Regions from separate parts of the Mus musculus genome. Here region 1 is linked to region 2. A link is a contact called in public Hi-C data. All regions are on one chromosome and are shown on one strand. Each heading gives the region's core, a stretch centred on a gene start, on an enhancer-like site or on the middle of the called end of the contact. The rest is flanking DNA. Distances are from core to core; before and after follow the strand shown.

The links. Hi-C and Micro-C count contacts between places; a contact is called where the count stands out from the background.
Region 1: a Hi-C map of cerebellar granule neurons shows a contact between it and region 2, with 2.0 times the contacts expected there. The contact joins two enhancer-like sites. A contact is called at or near these places in 2 of 484 Hi-C or Micro-C datasets (brain and cerebellar granule neurons).

Annotation. Positions count from the first base shown.
Region 1 is chr13:44,894,548-44,897,886 of GRCm38.p6, forward strand. It overlaps Jarid2 (jumonji, AT rich interactive domain 2), which reads left to right. Exons shown (of 18, transcript NM_001205043.1): 6 at 1,707-1,942. Among named protein-coding and RNA genes, the nearest start is that of Dtnbp1, 110 kb to the right of the region's middle. Within about 2 kb of position 1,829, at least 5 of the 459 cell types and tissues checked have an H3K27ac peak or open chromatin away from gene starts, as enhancers often do. A contact at or near this core is called in cerebellar granule neurons, where this site is marked.
Region 2 is chr13:44,292,366-44,295,472 of GRCm38.p6, forward strand. No RefSeq gene overlaps it. Among named protein-coding and RNA genes, the nearest start is that of Gm29676, 34 kb to the left of the region's middle. Within about 2 kb of position 1,611, at least 53 of the 459 cell types and tissues checked have an H3K27ac peak or open chromatin away from gene starts, as enhancers often do. A contact at or near this core is called in cerebellar granule neurons, where this site is marked.

The sequences.
Region 1 (3,339 bases), core at 579-3,078, 600 kb after region 2:
TTGAGGGGAACCTCTAGTCTATATATCCCGTTCCAGGGACAAATGGCAGAAATGTTTGCAACTTAGAAGGTGTAAGTCAGCTCAAGGGCTCCTTCCTGTCAGGGTGAGAGCAAGCTTGATAAGGCTTGGTGAGCTAGCTACCTGTGTGAAGAAAGGAGCTCTGGGCTGTGGAGAGAGGTTTTAGCTGTGTGAAGGGTTCGAAAAGGAAAAAAGTTTGACTTCTGTTCAATCTTCTTGCTGTGTGTGACCTTCTGCTCGCAATTGGTTTACAATGACCTCTATAGTTATAGCACAAAAGGCAGCTCTACTTGAGGGCTTGTACCTTTTGATCTCACCCAGCATTCTGGAGGCAGAGGCAGGCATGCCTTTGTGAATTAAAGGCCAGCCTGGTCTGCACGGTGAGACCCAGGCCATCCTGATCTATACGGTGAGACCCTGGTGAGACCCTGCCATAAAACAATTAAAAAAAAAGACCTACCAGTGTATTGGTGGGGACAAAGCAAGACACCCTCAAGGTTCCAGGGGCTAGCTGATGTCACTTAGCTGATGTCACTTAGCTTTTGGATTGCAGGAAGCAGATTGATGATTCTGAAGATGTCACCGGATGGTTCAGTTGAAAGGATATTAGGTTACGTAGTTATGAGTAAATAATGACTAGAAACTTAATCAGGAAATTTTAAGCAGGATGACCAATCTTACGAATCTTTAAAATCAGTGTAGTTTATTCAGGGAGATGGTTGCTGGTTCTGAATTTAGTAATGGATGGATAGGCATGGCTTGCAGCTCCACCTCCTGCATGCCTTAACTGGCCAGTTGCAAAGCAGCTCTGTAGTCTCCAAGTGTGTGCCTTCACATTTCTCTAAGGTCTTCTTGTGATATTCAGGTGGTTTTGGTCTTAGAATGTGACTACATTCAGATAGTCCAGGACATTAACCTTTATTGATACTATAAAGCAAACTGTATTCAATAGCAAATGCACTTTCAGTATTGAATTTGCGTCTTTTTCTGGGCTAGTGGCTCTCTATCCTGTCTTGTCTGGTGATGCTAGGAGTGAGTGTGAGCCCAGCAACCCACCAGCCTCCTGGCACTGAGAGATAACTGATGCCAACCAAGCTCTGCAGTATTAGATGCTGCAGCAGTTCAGTTTCTTCCTGACAGTACTTACTCTGATTACATGGGTTTTTCCATGACACAGTCCCCTTGTAAGCTGAGGAAACACAGTGTTACTTTTTCTGGTTCAGTTTTTGTCTTTTAGTATACTGTTGATAATCTTGGAAGGAAATTATCTTTTAAATTTTTTTTTTTTTTTTTTTTTTTTGAGACATCTCATTCTAGGTCAGGATGGCCTAGAACTGTCTGCTTAGCCCAAAGTGGTCTTCACTTTCGGGTTAGGGTTGTCTTGCTTCCTGAGTGTTAGTTTTAGGCTTGAGCCACGATGATCCGTTGCCTACAGTAGGTAGTTTTTGAATGGATTTTAAAAAACCAAGATATAGGAAATACATAGTTCCTAGGATATATTTGAAGTGTTTTCAATCGGGTTCATCATCACATTTCATGTCCTTGTGCATCTTGGTGCTGGCCATTTATTTCCCTGGAGAATGGTTGAGTTACATGGTAACTTACACAGTATTCACATCCCAAGTTACATGGTATGGTTCCTCTGTTCAAGGTAGTGACTTCCTTCTTCCCTTCTCTTCCTTTTCTAGTTTTCAATGGCTCCAGTAGGTCAGCACGGGAGAAAGAGCCTGCTCACAAACACAGAAGCAAAGAGGCCACTCCGGGGAAGGAGAAGCACAGCGAGCCCAGGGCAGACAGCCGGAGAGAACAGGCTTCAGGGGCTCAGCCCACGGCCGCCTCGGCTGCGGCTTCCTCTGCCAAGGGACTTGCTGCCAACCACCAACCTCCCCCTTCGCATCGGTCTGCTCAGGACTTACGGAAACAGGTAACCCTCAGTGAGGGCCTTTCTAGTGTCCCACAGAAGGCCCAGTTTATTAATCAAGGTGAATTCAGGCTGACCGAGCTGGAAAAGTAGAGCATGATTGGACAGAGATCACATGAGGTGTCTCTCTTACCCTGGGAGGATCCAGATCTGGCCTCCCTTTCTTTCCTGGATAGCTTGAGCTTACACAGTATTCACATACCAAGTGCTGCTCCCCCTCCAATCATTGCTCCTCTTCTCTTCTGAGAGGGCACCTCCCATCCCCTTCCTAGCTCATCAAGTCTGTGCTGGATTAGGCACATATTTCCCACTGAGGGCATCCAAGGCAGCCAAGGATACTGAGCTGAATACTACACAGCTTAGTTTTGTGCATGAGATAAAATGGATGGAGACTAAAGATAGACTAGTTTCTAGTGAAGCAGGCATATAAAATATTATTTCCTTGTCTTTGTGTAAAATTATACACTAATGCACAACACAGGTCATCCTTTCATAATTTTATTTTTATTTTATGTGAATTTGTGTTTTGCCTGCATGTATACATGTTAGGGTCTCAAATACCCTGGAAGTAGATCCTGGGAATTGAACCTGGGTCCTCTTGAAGAATGTCAGTGCTCTTAACCACTGAGCCATCTCTTCTGCTCCTAACACAGGCCACCTTAAGACTAGAAATTAGATTTGTGTTTCAAATTAGTTGTGTATCCAGATTATTTACTTCTTGTTCCAGTGATTCATGAAGTGTCTCATAATCAAGGATACATGGTTTATTTTACATTTACCTAGGAACATTGCTGCTCCTCTCCATTAATCGTGTCTCTTCTTCGGCACTCCATATCTCAGCAGTAATGAGTGTCATTATGGAAGTAGCTTGGGGGTGTAGAGCAAGTACCATTTGGCCTGGGGTGTCTTTGCCCACTGTTCCATGGTGGTTACATACTAGCTGATCTATATCAGAGTCTAGGGTATTGGAGGGAGGCAAGTCGTCTATTGCTGTTACAAGAGATTCCATGACCAAAGCAACTCTTAAAATAAAAGCTTCTAATTTGGGTGCTTCTAGCTATAGAGGATTAATCCCTCTTCATCATTACAGGGATCATGGTTGCAGACAGCCACAAGGCACTGACGAAGCACAGCCTGTTTCTCAGGCAGTAGGCAGAGAGAATGGCACTGGGACTGGCATTGGCTTTTGATATTCAAAGTCTTTCCCCATTCACACACCTAGTCCAACAGAGCTACCTCTTAAACCTTCCCAACAGTCTACCAACTCTGGATCAAATATTCAAATAGATGAGCCTATAGGGCCATTTTCACCACAGAAGCCACAATGGAGTGAACTCCTAGCACCTGTGTGCTGCCAGGTTTGAATCCTGCAGATACTGAAAGAATCTTTCTTACAAGTC
Region 2 (3,107 bases), core at 361-2,860:
ACCAGGGCCCAAGGCAGAGGTATGTCCCTGCAGAGGATCTGCCTGCTCACAAGGACCACATTGGCTCTCTGAGTGACAGCTAGCAAGGAGTATTTTAGCTTCCCCTTTCCTCTACAGTTATGGATCAAAGCTGGCTATAAAACATTCTGTGCTGTTGTTCTGAGGCTGATGCTGTGCCGTAGAAAGGAGCAGGTCTAAAATCACTGTGGCTACTATTTAACCTCAAGGCAATGCCCAGAATACCCAGATACCCCTGCAAGAATCACCACAGGAAGAAACGTTACATTTGTCACATGCATCCAATGTGACCTTGGGTCTCAGTGACCTCATCTTTCTCAAACTATTTTCCTGTACTTTCAGTTTCTCTTGAAGGAAACGCTGACATATCTGAATTACCGACATCCCTAGCTTGTGCTCTGGGAACATTATTAAGTAAAATAAGACTCATTTGAGCTCAGGCTCTGCAGCACCTAGAGTGTGAATGTGAGAACAGAGGCAGCTACCCAATGGCAATCAGGCAGGAAGCTCACACAGAGAGGGTACACTGAGCAAAGGAGACTTCCTGTCTCAGGCAGGACACGTGGGATTTTTGTTATGCTGCTCAATAAATGCACAATACAAAGCTGATGAATTGAGCCGGGCATGGTGCATACCTTTAATCCCAGCACTGAGAGGCTGAGGCAGGAGAAGCTCTGAGTTCAAGGCCAGCCTGTTCCACAGAGCAAGTTCCAGGACAGCTAGAGCAACGCAGAGAAACCCTGTCTCAAAGAGAAAAAGAAAGAGAGAGGGAGAGAGAGAAAGAGAGAGAAGGAGGAGGAGGAAGAAGAAAAGGAGGAGAGGAGGAAAGGGGAGGGGAGAGGAGGGGAGGGGAGGGGAGGGGAGGGGAGGAGAGGAGAGGAGAGGAGAGGAGAGGAGAGGAGAGGAGAGGAGAGGAGAGGAGAGGAGAGGAGAGGAGAGGAGAGGAGAGGAGAGGAGAGGAGAAAAAGCTTACAAGTTGATCCTGGGGGGTATAGATCTGGGGTTGAATGCCTGGCATTCACTAGACCCAGAATATGATCCCTATCAATGTGAAATAAAAAAAAAATTTTTTTAGTTCTTTCTAGAATTTTCCATTATTGGACTATGAATGATGGAGAAGGACTGGATTTTTTTTTCTGTAATTGCTCTAATAAAATGGGGCATGGTATCTGCCTCATTCTTGTCTCCACAGATATAGGAGTAAGCCCTTAGTGGTGGAATATTACCCAGTGCTCACAGGTTTAGAATCCAAGAAGATAGCCAAATTCTCAATTAGAATAACTCATTGTGGGTCTGTTCATGTTAAAGACAGCCAACCTTTATATTGTCAGGACTCATAAAAACAGGGTGAATTTCACTTTAAACAACAACAAAATCCCCACTCTCACTTAATCTAATGTATTGGGAGGAACATTTTCCCAACTTCCATTTGAGTTTAAAGGGCCTCATCCAAGCTGCTTCGGTTTCCTGCTCTCAACAGGGTAAGATCCAAAATACACAAGAACTGTCAAGCGAGCCAGGAAAATCACGTGCCCGCTCCTACAGTCTACCAAGCTGCCATTAGCAACAAGCTTTACTGCACGGGCTCGCCGACACCTCCCTCCCCTTCCCCATGGCTCGTTTCCACAGCTCTGCCTTCTCTAGCATGCCAGGTCAGTATTGAGGAGGAACCCAAACCACAAAGGACCAAAAAGCAAATATTTTTGCCCAGAGCTAATGTAACAAATTACACGCAAGATCTAAACTGCAAGAACCTTTTAAACGATGCGAGTCTACCCAAACATACAGCATCCCATTTGCCAAGACTTAAAAATTAAATTAAATCTCAGTGGAGGACCCCTCGGGGATTTATAGAACTAGGATTCTGGTCTCAACAGGGCTACAACGCTGGCTTTCTGTTGCCAGTCAATGTCCTGCATACATAAGAAACGAGCACATACGGGGCACACACAGCTTCATGCAAGACAGGTTTCTGTGCATGATCAGAGACTCATTTGCAATGGCTTCCAGCAAGTGCTCAGTTGCAGTCTGGAATGGTGCGTTCCGACTGCCACCTTGACTAAGTTGACATCACCGAGGGGGTACATCTTTGGTCATGTCAATGAGGACGTTTCCAGAAAGATCTAACTGAGGAAGGAAGGCCCACCCTAAGCTGGGCAACACCATGCCGTTGGCTGGAATCCCAAGACAAGAAAAGGGAAAAAGGAGAAAGCCAGCCAAGTTCCACTGTAGAGGGTGGTTCTGATGTTAAGATCCTATTCCCCAATTGGTTCGTGAATGATCAATAAAGATGCTCGGGGCTAATTGCTGGGCAGAAGGAAAGAGGCAGGACTTCTGGGTCCCCAGAGGCAGGTTAAGAGTCACTGGGGAGGAAGGGAGAATTTGGCTATGCTTCAGAAGGAGAAAAGGTGACACAGAGACTGTAGGCTGCTTCTCCAGGGAGGAGGTTAGAAACATTACTAAGCTGAGGGCAGATTTAGGATGCTGAGCTGGGACTAAAGTTAACTGAGCAATTGTGTGTCTGTGTGTGTCTGTGTGTGTCTGTGTGTGTCTGTGTGTGTCTGTGTCTGTGTTTCATCCACAGATCTGAAAGAACCTGGGTGGAGCCAGTAGAGTGGTCTGCCTGGGGCTTAAAGCAGGGTAGCAAAAACTGCATGCTACAGTCCACCATTCAGACCTCTTCTTCCACTCAGATGTAAGGCGTCCTGGCTACTTGCTTCTGTTATCACAGAGCCACCCACCACTGTGCTTTCCTGCCCTGATAGTCAAGAAGTTCTCAAACAATGGACTAAAAGCAACTCTTCCTGCCATGGATTGCTTCTGGTCAGGAACTTGGTCATAGTGACCAGCCAGTCAAGTAGCTAATACGGCTTTGCTGTGTCATATATATGACTAAGCAACCTGTTAATGGCAATCAGGTGAACACATAGAGCCGAAGCCACATTCTGTTTCTGCCAGAAGCAAGATTGCATCTGACTAGGGAAATAGGTGGTGTCACGTGTGGGGGTTTTCTGCTTCCTTGGTGAGCACCTTGGTAAGTTCAGAAGGGGAGCAGTACAAATGCCCAGTAGAAGCCTGATTCCAATTCC